3 separate regions of the Rattus norvegicus genome follow, and regions 1 and 2 are each linked to region 3. A link is a contact called in public Hi-C data. All regions are on one chromosome and are shown on one strand. The core of a region is the stretch at or near the end of the contact, and the rest is flanking DNA. Distances in the headings are between cores, read along the strand shown. Region 1 holds the start of Marchf3 (membrane associated ring-CH-type finger 3). Region 2 overlaps Marchf3 (membrane associated ring-CH-type finger 3). Region 3 has its middle 43 kb from the start of Lmnb1.

Region 1 (3,898 bases), core at 1,044-3,543, 170 kb before region 3:
TGAAAGCAAACAGAAGAGCATGGGCTTAAAAGAGAGATTGAAATTCTCCTGCTTGCTGTAGTTTGGATCCAAGACACACAGGTTGGAGGATTGGTTCCCAGCCTGTGGCACTCTCAGGAGGTTGCGAACACTTTAGGAAGTAGGGCCCACTGAAAGGACACTGCAGTGTTTCCATCCGTCTCCCTTCTCTGCCAGGCCCCCTATACTTGGTTACCATTGAAGTGTGCAGTGGTGTTCTACCTAGGGCTTCCACCATGAAGCACCATGCTGCCATCGGCCCGAAGAGGTCAAGAGACCATGAACTCTAACTGTAAGCCAGGACAACACTTCCTTGGGTATTTTGTCTCAGGGAGGAAATCTGACTGATGTACCACTAGAACCAGGAGTAGTCTTCCGAACCTCCTTCTCTGATTCCTCCAGACCTGTCCTCACCCCAGTCCCACTCCGTCCCAGCATGAACAGAGATTCATATGTTCTCTTCGCTTTATCTACCTCTAAATTTTTGTAGGCAAAGCCGTTCCCCTTAGTCACTCCACAGCTTCAAGTGATTGTTGGAATTGAATCTTTCTTATCTGTACCAGTCTTTTGGTTCAGTAAGCAAGACAGAACTTAATGTGCAGGTTTGACATTACTAATTTTTACAGCTTGTTAAGGGCTATATGGGTCCCATTTTTCCCCTTCTGACAACAAGAGGCCTATGGACCTCTTTCCACAGAGTTAAACCAAACCCATGCCAGAGCTCACCTAAGAGTTGCAGCTTTCTCAGCTACTGGTGCTGTTTCATTCCTTGCCAGATGAAAGCTGGCCTTTTACCTTCCTTCTCCCTGGTGACCTCATCAGAGGCTTCTCCTGAGACATGAGCTATAAAGGAGAAAGTTGTGGAAGCCAGATGGCCATTGAAATTATACCTGCAGCTCTCTCACACATGAATAGTCATCTGTACTGAAAGACTACGTAGTTCCTTAGAGTTTCTCAGAGCTGAGACAGTGATCTGAAGTGCCTGGATTGGAAGCAAGAGTGTGGAGGTGGGGGACACGTGAGTGGCAGACCATCAGGAAGTTTGGCCCCTTTCCTATACTGTTGTGCATTCCTGTTAATACAAGTTGGATGCACAACAAGTACAGGTCTAGGCACAGATTGGATCTGCCTACCCTAAGAAGACAGTCTAGGACATGCTCATATTCTAAGCCTTAGTTAGACAGCAATACTCTTTGATTCGTGTGCGTGTGTGTGTGTGTGTGTGTGTGTGTGTGTGTGTGTATGTGTGTGTGTGTGTGTGTGTGGTGTAGTCTTAAAACCTGACTAAAAAGACTATTCTGGCAAGACTGAATGAAGCAGGGGAAAGCCAACAGTGGTCTAAAGGCTCCCAGTGCACTCCTAACTACCAGCTATGAGCCGCTTCATGCCTTCATCCTAATCAAGGTTTTCCAAAGGGGAGAGAGGGAAATGGAGAGTCCGACGGATCTGGCCTGCTCTGCGGTTTTCTGTCCAAGAAGACGGATAGTTTTGGCTTCTCGATATTCCTGGAGGACCAAGCAGACAGCCACAGAACCCACTGTGGCGGATGGGAAGTGCATGGGACGCCTTTGGGCATGAGAAGGCTTTTGCTAAAGGTCCCTAACCTTGTGGAAGGAAAAGGAGAGTCCTGCTTTGTACTTTCCCGGAGGTTGGCTGAGCCAGAGTTCTTGTTTCAAAGACAACCGCCAAATCGAGCTTAGAACCGTTTCCAGTGTAGTTGGACCCTTGAGACGCAGACTGTGTGAGTACTCAGAATCCTCCGGTGGCTGGGGCGCCTTTGGGGCCAAGTTCCTCGCTTCCTATTGGTATGAGGTACGAGTGTTGCTCTCCACAGCGTGCCCACTCGCGACGGCTCTGGGAACTCCTACAGTCTGTCAGCAAGAGCCTTTCCTGGTCGCAGCCTCGTTCCCGGGGCGTTCGGGTCCCACTGCATCAGACCACGCAGGAGCTGCCAGACGCCACCGCCGCCGCCGCCGCCACCGCACTTCACAACTGCCAACTTGCGGGCAGCTAGAGCGTCTCCGGGCCAACGCTCACCAGCAAGCGATTGGACACCGAGTAGGGGGCAGGACGACGCGCTATGCACCTCCCACAGCCTCCAAGGATCCTGGTGCCCTGACTATTGGCTATGGCCTCCGCCAGTCAAACACTAGTAGCCGCCCCGCCTTATAGGGGCTGGCTCAAGACTGGCCCCGCCCCAGGGCTCCGCCCCCTTCGGAGCCTAGTCAGCTCTGCGCGGTGTTCCGCCTCATTCGCTGAGCGGGTCCGTATATTGTCAGCGCGCTCTGGGCGACTGCTGAGCCAGGCGACCGCCGAGCTTGCGGCGATCCCCGTCAGGTGCCCAGTAAAGCCAATGCGCCCAGGTCCGGCGGGGCAAGAGCAGCCGGCGGTTCCGGGCAACTTGGGACTGAGGATCTGCAGCAGGGGCGTGGATTTGGCGTCTGGACTGGGCCAGGAGGGTGAGTGGCCGCGCCGTGAAAGCGGCTCCCCTGCGCCGTGTTGCCAGAGAGCCGAAGACCGCCTTGGTGCTGGTGGGTGGGAGCGTGGGGCTGTGGGAGGGCAAGGCAAGGCAGGGGACACTTACTCTCTGTCAGCGTCCGGGCTCCCGAACTTCTCATTTTCAAAGCATCCCAACTCGGCCCAGAACGTGACTATGCGTCGGAACCGACTTGGCGTTGGTGGTTGCCACCCTTAAGTCCCAGACGCGCCCCTGCCCCTCTGCGGCGGCGACACGACGCGCGGGGACACCTCGGTGCGCGCACAGCAGTTCCTAGATGGCTGCGAGTGGTTCCTAAACATTAACCGGCGCCCGAGCCGGCGTGCGCAGCAAGCGCTGGTCGCGTTCCGACTGAGAACTGGAGGGACCCGCTGGGGACAGTAGCAGGCCTCTTCCGTACTCTTGCTGATCCGACGAAAATGACAGCGGTGCTGAACGCTAAACTTTGGGAAGTAATTGCTTCCTGTCAGCCTTTGAATGTGCGCCCCTCTTCCTGGGTTGCTCAGATCTCCGCATCTGCCACCAGGTGTGTCTGAGGAACTTGGTTAGGACCAGCAGGGAGCCTAGAGGCGAACACCAGGCTGGGTGTTCTCAGCCTGGTTTGGTGGTGTTCCTTAAAGCACCTGCGTGTTTTTTAAGTGATGAAGTTGTAGCAAGAACTGACAACTGAGGATTCAAGGTTAGACCTGACACTTTGTGGCTAAGCGTGGGTTACATCCCCCCCACACACACACACCCTCCCTTTCCTCTTTCCTCTCGTAATAAATGCAGCTTGATTTTTCTGAGTGCAGTTGCATGCAGCTTATATTCTGTATGGACTAAATAGAATTCAGTGCAATATTGTCTTGCCATTCTTATTTGATATGAGTGAGAGCCTATTAAGAAGACTATGGAGAGTTAGCTCTGGTGTTGGGAATAGTTCTGTCTTTCAAAATATATAAAACGTTGATTTTTTTTATAGTAGCTGCGGATGTACAAGCGAATATATCTGAGGGTGTGTGTGTCTATGTGTGGGACTGATAGGGGCGTGAGGTAGAAATATATAGAGGATTAACTCAGCCTTGAACTTCCTCTGGATTGTAGAGATGAACCCTCTTAGCTATAAGGTATCTAATCCTGTATGTGTAAGCATATCTGAATCTAGTCTGGTCTGTCTGGGTCAGTATATGTCCGTGAACTTTACGAGCACTCAGTTCAATACCACTCAGTACAGATTCTGCGTTCCTGTTTTACAGCCCAGCCGCCGCCGCCAGCCAGCCCATCTGTTAAAACATAGCATGTACACTTCAGCCAGAACACTGGGGTGGATAGTGGGTAGGGGGCAACCCTTAGGAAAACAACCCGCTACAAACAAAGCCTTTCGCTTGACTTCTATTTTCATCT
Region 2 (3,946 bases), core at 1,346-3,845, 150 kb before region 3:
AGGGTCAAGGAGTGACATAAATAGGACACAAATGTCCTAAAGACTTATGTAACTTGCATAGCATCACAGAGTGGCATAAACTAATCTTTCAATCAAGTGTGTGTGCCATTGCAGGCTTTGGTCTGTTTCCTAAAGATGCACATATAAAATGGAACTCTCTAAGACCCTAACTTGTGACCCAGTCACAAGTCTACTGGGGACTCAAGTATTCACTGATAACTATTTGTGTTAACAAGAAACTTGTTTTTGTCTTGACCAGCATCTGCTCACAACAACTGTATGTGAGTTTTATGCTGGAAACTCCATAGGAAACACAGAGATGATAAAGAGTACCCCGAGAGAAAGTCAGAACCCAATTACTCGCTTGGGTGTTCAATGCTATTTCTAATACACCTTTTCTATTGTCGAGCCTTGTGGCCCTTCTCACTGGGGTTCTGCAGCGGTGATTCATCTATGCATTAAATGATGCTCTAGTAAAGAAAGGTAAAGCTGAGGGTCACACTCCTTCCTATTTCCGAGCAAGTCAGAGCTTCCTCTTTGCATTATGAGCCTGTGGATAAAGAACCGAACCTCAGATAAATTGGCAGATGGAGGAACACAAGGAGCCCTAAAATAAGTATAGAATTTTATAAGCTTCACGGACTTCTTCCCCAAAGGCCTAAATCCATGTGATAAGATAGTAGAACAAATGCCTATGGAGTCCGAATTTATTACTATTTTTTAAAGACATGACAAGATTAAAGTAAATTAATTTTTTTCTTGCTGCCCTGGTCATCAGTTGGTAGTACTCCTGAAGGTGATATGAAGTATTTGAAGTTTTTCCTATAAATATTGGGCTCTGCATAGGGGCTAAAAATAAGCAGAGCAGCATGGGGAAATGGGCAAACATTATTGATCTGTGTTAGGACTGTTTCTGCTTAATGTTTGCAAAAGGAACAGTGCAGCTTGGCAACCTATTTATAGAGAGCAGATACACAATGCTATATATAGATGGTAAAAATAAGGTGGGTCCTCAGGTACGTTTGAGCTTATATTAGGAAGCTGAACCAGAAGGAATCTCCCACAGCTTAAGTAAGAAGAGAGTGCCCGTGACATGTCTGTGGAACAGAGACTAGAATTGAGGGCCTTACTGGTGGCCATGCCTCCCCCTGCCCCCGCCATGAGTGCCCCTCCAATTGTTGTTGACCCTTAATAGCTGCAAGCCAGCTTCCTGTGGGCAATGGCTAAAGCCAGCATGAGCAACTCCAAGAGCCCTCTGCCCCTTCATCTTAACAACAAATGCTAACTTCCCAGTGGTATTTACTGCATTTATATGCGTGTGTGTGTGTGTGTGTGTGTGTGTGTGTGTGTGTGTGTGTGTGTGTGTAAATGTCACATGTTATGTTAGTGAAAATGTGTATAAATGTAATGTTTTTGTTGGATCTTCCTTTGACATTCAATTCTCCATCCATTGTTTGTAAATAGTTGTCATATTTGCCCTCCACTCCTCTGCTACTACGATTTGTTTATGTCTCCAGTTGCCCCAACTATTTATTTTTCTAGATTCCCACCCCAGTCACCAACCTTTCCTCTCAGGGACTGGTTTTTTTTTTCCTTTTATTCCAATTGTCCCTTCAATTCAACAAGCGTTTTGTGAACATAAGGCACCTGCTAGGTTCCAAGGCTAAAGAGCTAAACAAGATGGGAGCTCTACTCCCCAGTTACTCCACCCTGAGAGACTTGCACTCATTGTTCTGTTCTCTTCTCTACTCTGATTATTGATTGCTCCCTCCAGGCAGAGTTTCTTCCAGCACACTCCATTGTAGCAACAGCCAAACATGGGACTAGTGGAAGTTAATTTCGTCCTACGCTCCTGATTATGTCTGATTTACAAACTGGATTTTAGAAAAAAGCTCACCCAGCCTGGGGGAAAATGGATGGGGAGGTGTAAGTAGCCACGGGATTCTGGGTAGGTGAAGCATGCATACCACAGGGAGATGGTCCCAGCCATCGCTGAACAACTGAATGATGCTGTTTCACCTGAGGCAAAGTTGTCCGGGCTTGGAAAATGGTTTCTTAACAGTTCCCTCTCCAAGCCCTTGCAGTAGTGGGATGTGGAATAACTAATCGTCTTTACATTCACTGCAGACAACAAACCCTGACCAACCACAGTAACAACTGGCTGCAGTTTGGAGCTAGTGAAATCGCTGCCCTTCTCTATGCCCCTCTCTTTTGCACATGAGTTTCTTTGCCTGTGTGAATGTAAGGATCATCATACTTCTTTCAACGAGAGAACCACCAAGAGCAGAGATAGGTAGGTCTGCTTTTCATGGTCACAAACTATGCCAGTTGTATGGAGGCCAGGCTTAAGCGGTGAGGAAGGAACTTGAAAGCAAGCATTTAAATATAACTCTCGTCGCTATTGCTGAGTCTTCTGGTAATCAGCAGACAAGTGTTATTAGGGCTGAGATAATGCAAGATCTTTTCCCCTAAAGACCACGTGGTATGGCTGGAATTCTTAACCAGTTTCATCACTCGCCACAGAGTTAACATCTTCCTGGTAGCTGGCGTAGTTTCCCAGCTTCATTCTTTAAATCCTTATGAGCCATGTCATTCTTCCAAAAGTCCGTCCAGCTCCTCCTCAGTCTTCCCGTTTCCCACTCTAAATCCTTAGGAATGTGTCACTATGTGCAGTGTGCTTTTTGGAGTGTTGGAAGTGGCATACATCCAAATGATTACAGCTGTTTTCCTTGAGTACTGTATAAAAGGAGTCATTCTTGCTTTTCCAGAGTGCAGTGGTGGTGTGAGAGCTCTCAGTCTAATACACCCAAATGTCCCTCATCCCCATGTATACATACTTAGTGCCATATTGCTGGGACCAAATCCACCAGGATCTATTTGTATTTTCCTGGGCACTAATAGATCATACAGTGACGAGAAATGGAAGCAAAGCAGCCAACACGGTAAAACTCGAGTTCAGGTAAGACTAGAGGCTGGTTTGGGCAAGGTACTAGCAGCAGGGATGAAGAACAATTACTTCAGTGTAGCAGAACAGACGAGACCTAGTAATAAGTTGGAGATGTGGTGTGAAGAATAGAAAGAAAGATGGCCCCCAAGTTTTAGGCCTGAGCAATTAGTCAGATGGTGGTATGGTGGGAGAGACAGGTTTTGTGAGTGCAATTCAAGCCATATTAAGTTGTAGTGCTTTATGCACAGCTGTAAAGTTCAGGTGTATATATAATTTATGTCTGAAGACTTTAGAATATCTGAACAGGAAGGAGCATCATCTTTCTAACCCATTATGAATAACACCGAATTGCCAAAATTTCTACTTTCCTTCTCAAACAATATCAAAAGGCCTCTAGTTAGGTCAGTAGGGACTTTTTTTTTTTGGATAACCAGTACTTTCTTGTTTTAATATTTTCGATTATGAACATGTATCATTAGCATTTTTATAAGAGGGTTGACTTTATTTTTAAGTGTTTTTAATTGAGATAGAATTAGAAACACCGTAGGGCTTTTTAAGAGGTCAACTTGTGGACATGAGTCAGTACAGTACCTCGTTTACTCATAGATGGTTATAAATGCCTGTGTTCTGCCCTGTTAGTGAAGGGATTCCAAAGGTCTCTGCTTCGGTGATCCTGTCAAGTGAATGGGCTCAGAAGCATCTGCTTCTCTTTCATCCTTCCTGCTCCTCCTTTCTGTGTGAGATCTGTGTGGGCCCATTACATTTATCTGAGCATTTAGAAGTATGGAGAGATCTGAGAGCCTTTGGCTCAGTTGACCTCTAACTCATTGACTGAATTACTTAGTCACCCAGACCAACGGACTCTGTGGATTAGATCTGATCTGTCATTCCACTTCAGGCCCTAAAGTTGTTTCTCCTCTCAGGGAGAAGCAGTGGATGAGAGCAGGCATTTGAGGGTGGGGAAGCCTAGGAGACACGTTTCCTTGTTGAAGGAAGATT
Region 3 (3,739 bases), core at 969-3,468:
CAGGCTAAACACTCTTACACCTAAGTCTTTAAGACAGCCCTGAGCAAGAGCCCTGGATGAGATCCACCTCTCTCCTGCTCTCCAGCCCATCTGCCAGGGCTTCCTTTAAATCGCCCCTCAACAGCACAGCACAGCATTCATTGTTTCACCACTGGGTTGAGGAAATTTGGATAAAACGGACTGGGAGTTTCGGTGACAATTGAAAGCAGTCCAATTCCTATTTGCCGAGGGGTACACAGTTCATCTGTAAGTTAACTCTAACTGGGTAAAAGTGTCTGCTGACAGCAGCCTGGGGCAGCAAGAGGGGCAGAGCTGTCAAGGACAGAACCCGCCAGTCAGAAAGACGAGCTTTCTCTGGTAGTTCCCAAGCCAAATCCTCTCTGTGAGTGCTGAGGTAACAATGACACCTTTTGGGTCCATTCAGTACAAAACAGGAATCCCGTTAGCTAATGAGGTAGGGACAACATCTACGCAGGTGCATGTGGTAAGACAATGACAGCATTCAAATGTGCCCCCTCCCCAATCTTTACCCTTAAAAGCATCCTGGGTTGCTTTTCTGTCCCCCCAACCCCTTGTGAGAACCAGGCTTCAGGACTCTGTGCTGCAAGTGGACCTCCAGCTGCAAGACAAACCCAAGCCCTGCCTCAGGGTTCTCAGGACTTCTGGGGTAGGGTCATCCTGACGCCCTTGGCCACCTTCTCCACAGAAAAGCCCCTTCCAGGACTGCCACTGGCACCTTTCCTGTCGACTCCATGGCAGCTTCTCAGGGTGGAGCCCAGGCCCCTGTTCCTTTTAGGATGAAAAATGAATGTTCTGGAGTGTGGCTATCTGACCATCACTCCACCCCAACCCCAGGGTCAAATCCAATTCTCCCCCTCCACCCCCAGGACAAAAGCTTAAGGAGAAACGGTCTAACTTGTCCTATGAAAAAATAGCTGGCAGAAAATTTTTGGCCCCAGCTTCTAGAAAAAGGGTTTGGGAAACTGGTGGGGCTGGGGCGGGGCAGGTTCTAAATCAACAAACCTGGTGCTGGTACTGGCAGTGCGAGCCAGGAGGCTCCCTGGCTCAGGTGGAGGGAAGTCAGAGCTGGCCTCCAGTTTGGGAACTGGATAATCAGTTATCTGGAGAGCAGTGCCAGCCACTAAGCTAGAAAGTCAACAGTGTGGTCGTGTGTACACCACACGCTGTGACCAGACTTGGGTCACAGGACTGCATGGGGGCTGAGTAGAGACGCATGTGTATTTCTCAGGCCAAATCACACCAGTCAAGCTGGTGTGTGTGTGGTGGGCGGTGGGGGCGGTGGGGGTGGGGGTGGAGTGCATGGCGTGACACCCCCCCAACCGGGAAAGGGAGACAGGAAATAAGTTTCCAGTGGCCTGGGTTACATAGTGAAACCTGAACTCCAGAAACACAAAACCAACCAACCCCAGACCTTTTGGGAAATACTTGCCGAGGTTGAGTCAGACTGAGAAAAAACCAGTTACGGGCACATCTATCCTGTCAGGGCAGTGAGGTCTCCCCAAAGGCTGACTCATGCAGGATGGCAGGGAACCAGGGAGACCACAGGAGCTGAAGAAGTTAAGTCGTCCAGTGTGCCTCCAAAGTTGTGTGCTTACTGTAATCACTTTTGTTTGTGCCCTCACACACCAGGCAAGTGTGTGCAGGTCAGACAGCTTTGGGGAATGAGTTTTCCTTTCTGCCACGTGGGTGGGAGCTCAGCACCTCCCTCTGAAAGCAAAACCGATTTTTGGGGGATTTTTTTGTTTTTGTTTTTGTTTTTGTTTTTTTTTCAGAGCTGGGGATCGAACCCAGGGCCTTGCGCTCGATAGGCAAGCGCTCTACCGCTGAGCTAAATCCCCAACCCAAAACCGATTTGTTTAAAGTAGCATGCAAATGAGGGGGACTCTTTAAGATCCAACCTGAGCTCACAGAGGACTCACCAAAGCAGGCCTGAGAAGCCAGCAGAATGCTACAATGTGGCTGGCTGGCAGGGAGGCCGAGCAGCCAGACTGGTGGAGGAAACCCTTGCATATAAATCTGGGTGAATCTGTGCTTTATTGTATAAAGTCATTAAGCTACTGGGCAGGCTGTCTCCTGAAATGGAGGTGCACTTTGTCTCTGGAGGAAAGTCAGCCAAGGACGAGATTTACTGAGCAGCTGAAAGTGAAAGAGAAAGCATCACTGTGGAAGTGAGGAGGTCGCAAGTGGGCGGACTTCACACCCTGGGCCTGAGCAGGTCTCCAGGGCGAACTGGCAACGCTGACTCCTCTGTGTTCCTTCCATTCTCTGATCCAGCCAGCCCAGCTTCTCTTCCCAGAACCACACTCCCGTCAATTTGCTGTCCCTTCCACACACTTTAAAGTGGAACTCTGATCCTCCAACAATGTGAATATGGCTTCTCTAAATTTTCCTATTTTCCCTAAAAAGTTTCCTATCTCATTCAATTTGGCTGATCATCCTTTCAGAAGGCAGACAAACAAAACTAGGAGAATTCTAATAAATCACACCTCCATTGATACTGTTGCTTCGGGCGGCAGGACAGCGCCAGTCAGAATTCTAGGCTTTGCTGCGAAAATATCAAACCCTTGCTTCAGGGACTCCTAACACTGGACCACTGACGCCCCTCACACAGAGCCTTCTGAAGCACAAGTTCCCACATGTGAGGTGCTAAGCTTCAACCTGAGAGTGGTGCCTAAGTCAATAGGCACAAGACTTAGGATATTCACACCTCGAAAATAGGCTTATGTGTATCTATGCACAGAGACGTATGACAAACTGTCGTGGACAAGCCCTCCCTCCCACTCTAAGATTAAACAGAAGCAGCTAGGGTGTAGTCAGGAATATGGCGCAGGTCTAATATCATCAAGAGAAAACTAGGATTTCTAACAAAACAGTCATTACTGCCTAAAAGGTGTTTACAAACCTAAACCAAGAGGCAAACCATCTAATATTAGGAAGTCAACTAATGTACCTATAACTTAAAAATAAGTACCCCAGGGGCTGGGGATTTAGCTCAGTGGTAGAGTGCTTACCTAGGAAGCACAAGGCCCTGGGTTCGGTCCCCAGCTCCGAAAAAAAGAACCAAAAAAAAAAAAAAATAAAAAATAAGTACCCCAAAACTCAATATAGCAGAATTACTAAAACCATAAAATCGATGACTGAAAGAATTAAATGAATAATGTGAGAAATGCTCTTTTAAAAAGGAGGAGGGGACTAAGGCCCTGCCTTGCACAAGAACCCAAGTTCGACCCCCAGCACCTACACACAAAACTGGACATGATGATGCACGCTTAGACCCCCAGTGCTGGTGGGGAGGGAGGAGGATACCGGGAACTCTCGGGCCAGGTCAGGTCCCAAGGAGAGATCCTGTCTCAAAATAAGCTCCAGAGGAAGGATGCCCAAGGTTGTTCTCTTTCTTACACACCCTCTCCCCCGCCCCCTTCCACTCCTCCCTCTCCAAGAGAATCAAAGGCAACTTCAGAAATGAAGCCAATGAAATCAGGAATGCGATGGCTTGGATAAACGCCAAGGTGGGAGGAAGAACAGAATCAGTGAGGTAAATATGAAGGACTCACTAAGAATCCAGCACAGAGAAATCTTAATACATGAAAGGAGAGGTTCAGTGTCATCTGGAAATGCTCGACTGGAGGACAGTGAACAAAGGTGACAGGGTTTCCAACAAGAACATGCAGAATTATCTTACACGAAATGAGATGAGACCCAAGTCAGGCTAAAAATG

The links. Hi-C and Micro-C count contacts between places; a contact is called where the count stands out from the background.
Region 1: a Hi-C map of liver shows a contact between it and region 3, with 3 times the contacts expected there. The contact joins the promoter of Marchf3 here to the enhancer-like site in region 3. A contact is called at or near these places in 8 of 12 Hi-C or Micro-C datasets (the Rat2 cell line, Schwann cells, frontal cortex and 4 more) and 1 of 1 datasets of contacts at active chromatin or transcription factors (oligodendrocytes).
Region 2: a contact with region 3 is called in a Hi-C map of the A7r5 cell line, with 2.6 times the contacts expected there. The contact joins two enhancer-like sites. A contact is called at or near these places in 3 of 12 Hi-C or Micro-C datasets (the A7r5 cell line, the Rat2 cell line and mammary epithelial cells).

The regions. Positions count from the first base shown.
Region 1 is chr18:52,585,692-52,589,589 of GRCr8, reverse strand. It overlaps Marchf3 (membrane associated ring-CH-type finger 3), which reads left to right and starts at 2,293. Exons shown (of 5, transcript NM_001007759.1): 1 at 2,293-2,477.
Region 2 is chr18:52,560,695-52,564,640 of GRCr8, reverse strand. The region is part of intron 1 of Marchf3 (membrane associated ring-CH-type finger 3); the gene reads left to right. It also overlaps the pseudogene LOC134483030. Among named protein-coding and RNA genes, the nearest start is that of Marchf3, 25 kb to the left of the region's middle. Within about 2 kb of position 2,595, at least 14 of the 93 cell types and tissues checked have an H3K27ac peak or open chromatin away from gene starts, as enhancers often do. A contact at or near this core is called in the A7r5 cell line, where this site is marked.
Region 3 is chr18:52,414,585-52,418,323 of GRCr8, reverse strand. No RefSeq gene overlaps it. Among named protein-coding and RNA genes, the nearest start is that of Lmnb1, 43 kb to the right of the region's middle. Within about 2 kb of position 2,218, at least 46 of the 93 cell types and tissues checked have an H3K27ac peak or open chromatin away from gene starts, as enhancers often do. A contact at or near this core is called in the A7r5 cell line and liver, where this site is marked.